2 separate regions of the Podarcis muralis genome follow, and region 1 is linked to region 2. Evidence: chromatin contacts called from public Hi-C data. All regions are on one chromosome and are shown on one strand. Each heading gives the region's core, a stretch centred on a gene start, on an enhancer-like site or on the middle of the called end of the contact. The rest is flanking DNA. Distances are from core to core; before and after follow the strand shown.

What was found. A called contact is a pair of places that touch in the nucleus more often than the background predicts.
Region 1: a contact with region 2 is called in a Hi-C map of blood, with 6 times the contacts expected there. The contact joins the promoter of COX7C here to the promoter of CCNH in region 2. A contact is called at or near these places in 2 of 3 Hi-C or Micro-C datasets (blood and tail).

The regions. Positions count from the first base shown.
Region 1 is chr11:33,759,554-33,763,352 of rPodMur119.hap1.1, forward strand. COX7C (cytochrome c oxidase subunit 7C) reads right to left here and starts at 2,367. Exons shown (of 3, transcript XM_028749153.2): 1 at 2,192-2,367; 2 at 93-223. The coding sequence starts at 2,266. The coding sequence ends at 107. LOC114606945 (small nucleolar RNA Z39) reads right to left here and starts at 726; the gene lies at 665-726.
Region 2 is chr11:33,585,884-33,589,632 of rPodMur119.hap1.1, forward strand. CCNH (cyclin H) reads left to right here and starts at 1,901. Exons shown (of 9, transcript XM_028749318.2): 1 at 1,901-2,172; 2 at 2,834-2,956. The coding sequence starts at 2,056.

The DNA of each region.
Region 1 (3,799 bases), core at 1,117-3,616, 170 kb after region 2:
AATAAATTCAGAGTGTATGTATAGTTCTGTTACAATCCACTGGCACACAATAACAAACTTAAGAGAGATTTAAGACAAATAGCAGCAATTACCCATTATTGTATGTTCACTTCTTGAGCAGCTGGTGCCTTACTACAATAAAAGGAGCAGCAAATCCACTTCCAAAGAAGGCTGCCATCATTGCCAATAATCGCCATTTGTTTTCCACAGAAAAAGGGAGGTTCTGGAGAGACAAGAATTTTGAAGTTCTTTTATAGTGGTGGTACCAAGTTATTAATAAGTGCAAAAGCTAATTTAGCCAAGTCCTAGAAAAAGTGAAGGAAATTAAAGACTTAATTGCTCTGATCCCAATCATTATCATTTAACTGTACTCAATGTGCATTCAGCCATATTTTTAAAATGTGGCAGTGTTGGTACCAAGACAGATTTTTGCTCTGCATATGGGAAGACTTCATGTACAATTTGAGCCAGGCTTCGATCAGGGTATTCATCTGCTTGACTCTTAAAAGAGTATAAAGGCGTAAACAGTGATTAATCATAGGTGAGATTAAGATCATGATCTAATTGTATTTTCATGGCATTATTGCAATATCACCATTTTGCTTCCCTCCCAAATGATCTTCTGGCAACTTCTTCTTTAACGGAATTCACAAAGAGGACTAGGTACATCAGAAAGCGTTTACAGTATCATCATTATTCATACTGTTATGTTCTCATCATTTGTACCACTGGAAACTTAGCAGCCAAGGAGAGAGAATCATGTTGCATTGGCAAGAATATTGTACTATGTCAATGCTTAAAGCCAACAAAGCGATGTACTGAGTTCAATTTCTATAGATGGGATCGAATATGAAAACTCCACAATGTTGAGATAGCTCTGTTGGTAGAGCATGAGACTCAGGGTTGTGGATTTGAGCTCCATGTTAGGAAAATGATTCTTGCATGGGAGAGAGTTGGGCAAAATGAACTTTGCTGTACCTTTCAACTCTTCAATTCTATGATCAATCTAATGAGTAAGGTGCACCAGTGGTACGTTCTGTTGGAAGTTTCTCAACCTATAGCCTTCTCCCCTGTGATAAACTGCAGTGCTATTTTGAAACCAATGAGATTTTCAAGACATTTCCAGTATGAAACCAGGGTACTTTATCAGAAATCCCACCTAAAGTAGCCCTTTAGACCAGTGGTTTCATATTAGCTAAGTACTGCAGACCCCGTTTTTCAAAAGCCAAGCCACAGACCCCCTACTTTTGAAATTTTTGATATCCCTGTTGTAGTTTTTGTTACGTGAATGGTACCGCGGACCCTCTGGGGTCCGAGGACCACCGACTGGGAACCACTGCTTTCGATCCATGCTAGCATACCTCCCATTTTGTACAATGCATTTGCCTCATACACTGAAGGCTGCAGACCATAGCCTACATGGAGCCATTTTGCCTACTGGGAAAAAATTTCCTTGTATTTCCGCCCCCACATATAGGATTACTCCTAAATTTTTTAACCCCAAATTAAGAAATCAGTATTTATTAAGGTGGGCTTTTTTTGTTTGTTTTGCGGAGATTGCCCTTCAGTTGTGCAGATTTTTAGAGGGAAGTTAGCAAAAGTTTTGAGCTTTTTTTGGGGGGGGGTGTCACCTTTCAGTTGTTAATCTTTCTTTTTAGAGGGTAGTTACTGTTGAGCTTTTGGTTTGTTTTTTTTTTGAAGCGATCACCCTTTAGTTGTTTAGTTTTCTTCCTTTTTTTCGGGGGGGGGGCGGGGGAGGTCGCCACTGTCAATCGCCCGCCCTGTACTTCAGGGTTAGGTTCAGTCAAATGGGCGAGGTACAAATAATACCAATAATAATAATAATGTGTTGTTGTAAGTAGCTGTAGGGCGAAGCAAGGTCCTAGTGGAAGAGCAACGGCTGGGGAACGGATTGCTATATGACCTCCGAGAAAACGAATGAAAAATAATCTCTTCGCTAGAGAGATTGGGATGGAAGGGAGGAGAATCAGCACCCCTCCCTCAAGGACCCCCCCCCCCAGCCTCCTCAAGCCCAAGCGCCAACCAAGAAGCATCCCCGAGACCCCAAGAGGCGCAAATACCCCAGCATGGCGGGCAGATACCTCCCAGGAAGCTCCCCTGGGCCCGGCCAGGCCCAAGGAGGAAATTGCGGGGGGGGGGGGAGCCCCTAACCTCCCCTGCCCCGTCTTACCTTTCCAGGCCCCTCCTCATAATGCGAACGGCGAATGGCCGAGGTGGCGAACCGGCGGACGCTGACACCCAACATGGCGCCGGGAGGACGAGCACGCACAACCGGCAGCGGAGGGAACCTGAGCGGAAACTGGCGGCCTCTTCCCTGGACACGACCTTCGCGGCTTGGCGGGGGTCACCAGGCCCAGTGCCTTATGGGAAAAGCGGAATCACGGAGGCCGAAGCGGGTAGGAAACCTCGAAGCATCATGGGAGTTGTAGTTCCCGCGGGCTGGGCTGCGCTGAGGGAAGGGCTGAGCGAGGCGGCAGCCTCGCGGTCTCACGCCCCGTGTACGGGAGCAGAAGCGTCAAGGGTCCCGTTCGTTTTATTTAGGCTGAAAGGCGGCTGGGGGCGGCGGGAAGCCTGCAAAACAAGCGCCCCACCCCGCCGCCACCCTGCGATAACTCTCCGGTTGGAGTGGGAGAGATGCTGCCCGGCACGTGGCGCTGAGAGAGCGGCGAGCACGGAGACCCTTGGCAGCTCCACGTGCTTCTTCGCTTGCAGGGCGAAGCTGCCTCTTTCTCCTTGATGCGCTTAACTTGTGACTGATGCATACTATTGTTAATAAAAGTGTCGTCGTTGTTTATGGGTTTACCGTATTCCCCTCCAAACACGCGCGCGTTTCAAATGACATGCACGCCATGGAAAACGCGATGAACTACTTAAATAAAAGGCAAGGGGCATCATGTTATATATTTCCTCGTGTTCTCGGCGTGCATTTCATTTGACACGTGAATACTATTCATATTGGTACTATCAGTTATAACAGCAATGCTGTTTTTAAATTCAATAACTCATTTACCTATGCATATTATTCATATTGTTCTCAGTAATAACAGCAACAATGTTGGGTTTTGTTTTTTAAAAAACACCCACCCACAAATCATTCTATAACTCGCTTGTCTATAGAGGCCAAGGAAGAAAACAAACATCACCATCAGTATAATCATTTATTAGACTTGTCGGTCACTACATACCCAAAGACTTCCTGGGGTAACCTCCCAGAAGCAACATCTTTGGGGTTGTAGTAAATATGCTCAGTGAAGATGCTGATCCAGTGTACAGCAGCTGTGAAAAAGGCAAATCCTATGCTAGGAAAGAAACTGATTATAAAACTGCCAATATCATATGCGGTGACTGCACTTGGAATACTGAGTACATCTCACCTCGAAAGGATATTGCAGAGCTGGAAAAGGTTCAGATAAAAGGCAACCAAAATGATCAATGCAATGGAACAACTTGCCTAACAGCAAAGGTTGCAGCATTTGAGGAAAGTTGGGTAAAAGGTGACGTGATATAGGTGTATAAAATTACGAATAGTGTGGAGAAAATGGGTAGAGAAACGTTTGGTCCCCTTCTCATTATAGTAGAGCTTGTGGACATCCAATAAAGCTGATGGTTGGAAGAAGCAGGACAGGCAAAAGAAAATAAACCTTTGCACAGCATGTAGTTAAAGTATGGCATTAGCTCTCATAAGAGCTAGAGAGTGCCACCAATGAGAATGTACAGTGGTACCTCAGGTAAAGTACTTAATTCGTTCCGGAGGTCTGTTCTTAACCTGAAACTGTTC
Region 2 (3,749 bases), core at 651-3,150:
ACATCTGTTTGAAGGGTCGGAGGAGGGTTAACCACAGCTGCAAACATATATTTAATTACCTGGGAGTAAACTGACAAAGGTCCGTATAGTTAAAGCTATGGTTTTCCCAGTAGTGATGTATGAAAGTGAGAGCTGGACCATAAAGAAGGCTGATCGCCGAAGAATGGATGCTTTTGAATGATGGTGCTGGAGGAGACACTTGAAAGTCCCATGGACTGCAAGAAGATCAAACCTCTCCATTCTTAAGGAAATCAGCCCTGGGTGCTCACTGGAGGGACAGATCCTGAAGCTGAGGCTCCAATACTTTGGCCATCTCATGAGAAGAGAAGACTCCCTGGAAAAGACCCTGATGTTGGGAAAGATGGAGGGCACAAGGAGAAGGGGACGACAGAGGACGAGATGGTTGGACAGTGTTCTCGAAGCTACCAGCATGAGTCTGACCAAACTGCGGGAGGCAGTGGAAGACAGAAGTGCCTGGCGTGCTCTGGTCCATGGGGTCACGAAGAGTTGTACACGACTAAACAACAACAAACCTCTTTGAACCTAATGGAGCTTGCTTCGGATTAAGCACATAGAAATGAGCTGTGCAGCGCCACGAAGTTAAAACGTGTGTGTGTGTGTGTGTGTGAGAGAGAGAGAGAGAGAGAGAGAGAGAGAGAGAGAGAGAGAAATCAGCGTTAACATTTATTGTCTTTGGAAAAGAGAGTGGGCAAGACTGGCAACTCTTTCTTTGCCTTACTTTGCTGTGCGAACAAGGATCGAATTGCTAAGAGAAAAGAGGAGGAAGAAGGTTCTTTTCCTCGCCTTCCAGAGAGAGAGATTACAGCCCAATCCTCTGCAGGTTTACTCAAAAGTAACCCCTACGGAGATCTACGTGGGGCTTACTCTCCCCACTAAGCATCCCCAGAGCCACGCCTCTTTCACACTGTCTAAATTCCCTCTGGCTCCCGCTACTAGCACTCCAACAAGGCACTCCTACTTTCCCCCCACTGTCGAAAGGCGGGATGCAACGCCGCTTTGCGCCCACACATAATCATGGCCAAATGATGAGCCGCTCTCGAGTGTACCCGGAAGTTCTCGGCGCGCGTTACTCTACATTTCTATCTCTGTGGTATTCTTTGTCGTTGACGCAGCAGCAAATGCCTACTCGCCATTCTTATTAACTACAATTCCCATAATTCCTCCCCCTATTGGTAAAGCGCACGCACCACCCCCCCAGGAGAGTGCGAGGCTCAAGAGACCCGGTGCAATTGTCAAAATACTCAGGTTGCGAACTGAACGGGCTGGGAAGTCGGTGTAAATAAACAGAAGATGCGCGGAGCAGAGGCGAGGTGTTTAGAGCGGCTGCTCTTTGTTCTTGCCTCGCCGATGGCAGAGCTGAAATGGAAGGGCCACCATTGGGGGGGGGGGGCTGCGCGCAAATGTCAGCTTACTATCGCGATTGGGGCGTTGCTCCGCTCTGCGCCCGAGAATTAAGAACAACTAGCCACTCAGTAATGGGACTCAACTGAATGTAGCCATCAGGGCTGGCCCGCCCTTGGAGACAAGCCAAAGTGAGGCAACCGCCTCGGACAGCAGATTTGGCTTCCAAGGAATGCACTGCCTGTTGCAGCTATTTATTTCAATGGGAGAAACAGTAGGAGCCTGTTCACTCAACGTTCAGAAATCGAGAGGACTTGAAGTTCGAATTGTTCGAATCCACTTGTTTCAAACCTTCGAGACACGGCCCGAGTTACCCGGCCACCCAGTTTTAAATCAAGTTGGGTTTCTTTTGTGCGCTCCTGCCCCGCACATGGCGGTTCCGGAAGTGTGGAGGCAAGAGTTTCTCGTACCCCTTTGGGCAAAAAGCGCTTTCCGACGCTTCTGAGGGAGAGGCGCATGCCGGGAAAAAGCCGCGGAGGTGGCCTTGGCGCGGGGCACGCCGGGAGTATCACGGAAGGGAGTTTCGCGGCGGCGGCGCCGACGGAGGAAGCGGGAAGCGGCCGTCTGTCGCTACCTCAGCGGCGCTTAGTCGGGCGCCTGGGCTCAGTCGGGTGCGGTGTCCTTGCCGCGGCCATGTACCACAGCAGCACGCAGCGGCGGCGCTGGACCTTCCGCAGCGAAGAGGAGCTGGTCCGGCGCCGGGCCGACGCCAACCGCAAGTTCCGGTGCAAAGCTGTAGCCAATAGGAAGGTAGGGCGCGGGCTGCCCAAACGCCGAGTCCTCCTGCGTGTGATTTGTATTTGTTATTTTGTTGTTGTTTAGTCATGTCCGACGCTTCGTGACCCTGCTTTTAAAGATGCTTTTGTCATTGCCTTTCTCCCAAGAAGCAGGCGTCTTTTAATTTTGTGGCTGCTGTCACCATCTGCAGTGATCATGGAGCCCAAGAAAGTAAAATCTCTCACTGCCTCCATTTCTTCCCCTTCTATTTGCCAGGAGGTGATGGGCCCACTGGCCATGATCTCCGGGTTTTTTTTTGATGTTGAGCTTCAGACCATATTTTGCGCTCTTCTCTTTCACCCTCATTAAAAGGTTCTTTAATTCTGACTACAACTTGTAACCTTTGTATGTTGGTGGCGGCGGCTCTGATTAGAGCCGTGGTTTCCAACGTGGGGCACACGACCCATGGGGGGAAATTTGATTTTTATGGGGGCAATCAAGAATGAGGTATTAACAGTTAATGGCCTTTTAGGCTTCCTCCTCTGAATAGGAGTTCACTTTTTGAATAATAGGAATTATATGTCACGGGGGCAGGGTGGCAATCAGGATTTGAGAGATGCTTAGGTGGGGCATGGCCCAAAAAAGGTTGGGAACCACTGGATTAGAGTTAAGATAATTTTTGTTCTCCCACAAGGTTCAACAGACTGACCCGTTTCTTCTTGAGCCGCACGAAGAGTTGACCATTTGTAAATACTATGAAAAAAGGCTATTGGATTTCTGCTCTGTTTTCAAGCCAGCGATGCCTAGATCTGTGGTGGTGAGTTTCTAGCATTCTCTTTGAGAAAGCAGTATTTGTTTTGGTTTTTAAGCTCTATTTTTGTAAAAATATTTAGGATTAACGACACTTTTTAACCAGGCATTTGGTTGATTTGATTGACATCCTATGCCCTTTTAAAATGTGGTTCTTTTGGGGGGGGGTATTGGTTTTTAAAAAATCATTATTATATATATATTGTGGTTTTATATTTTAATTTTGTTCTGTAAACCACCGAGACCTCCGGGTATCATACACACACACTTCATTCTTCTCAACCCACTCCCCATTTTCCCCCTAAACTTTCCCCACCTACTTTGGGGCCATTCCTCCTGCATCTAAAGTCCCTGAACTGTTATTTGTCACCAAGTAATGTTTAACATTGTTTATTCACACTAGACACAGGGAAACACTCCCTCCAGATATTCTTGTATTGTAGTTCCCATCAGCCCCAGTCAGCCTTGTCACTGGTCATGTATGATTGGAATTGTAGTCCAGTAACATCTGGAGGGCTGCATATTTCCCACCCTTCATTTATAATGCCCACGATGCCCATGCCTTCATAGCAATGCCTGTCTGCCTCTAGACACACATATTAAGGGGCAAATATGAGCATTGTAAGGAATTTTTTCACCTGGATCGCTACTGAGATGGTGCGAACAAGGAAAAACTTCCTTCAAGATTTCAATCATGTTACTGGGGTTGCCATATATACTTGCTATTCCTGGCCAGACTTTTGTTAGATAGAATGCCTACAAGGGAGGCATTTTAAAAAAACATGAGGTAGTGGGACCCA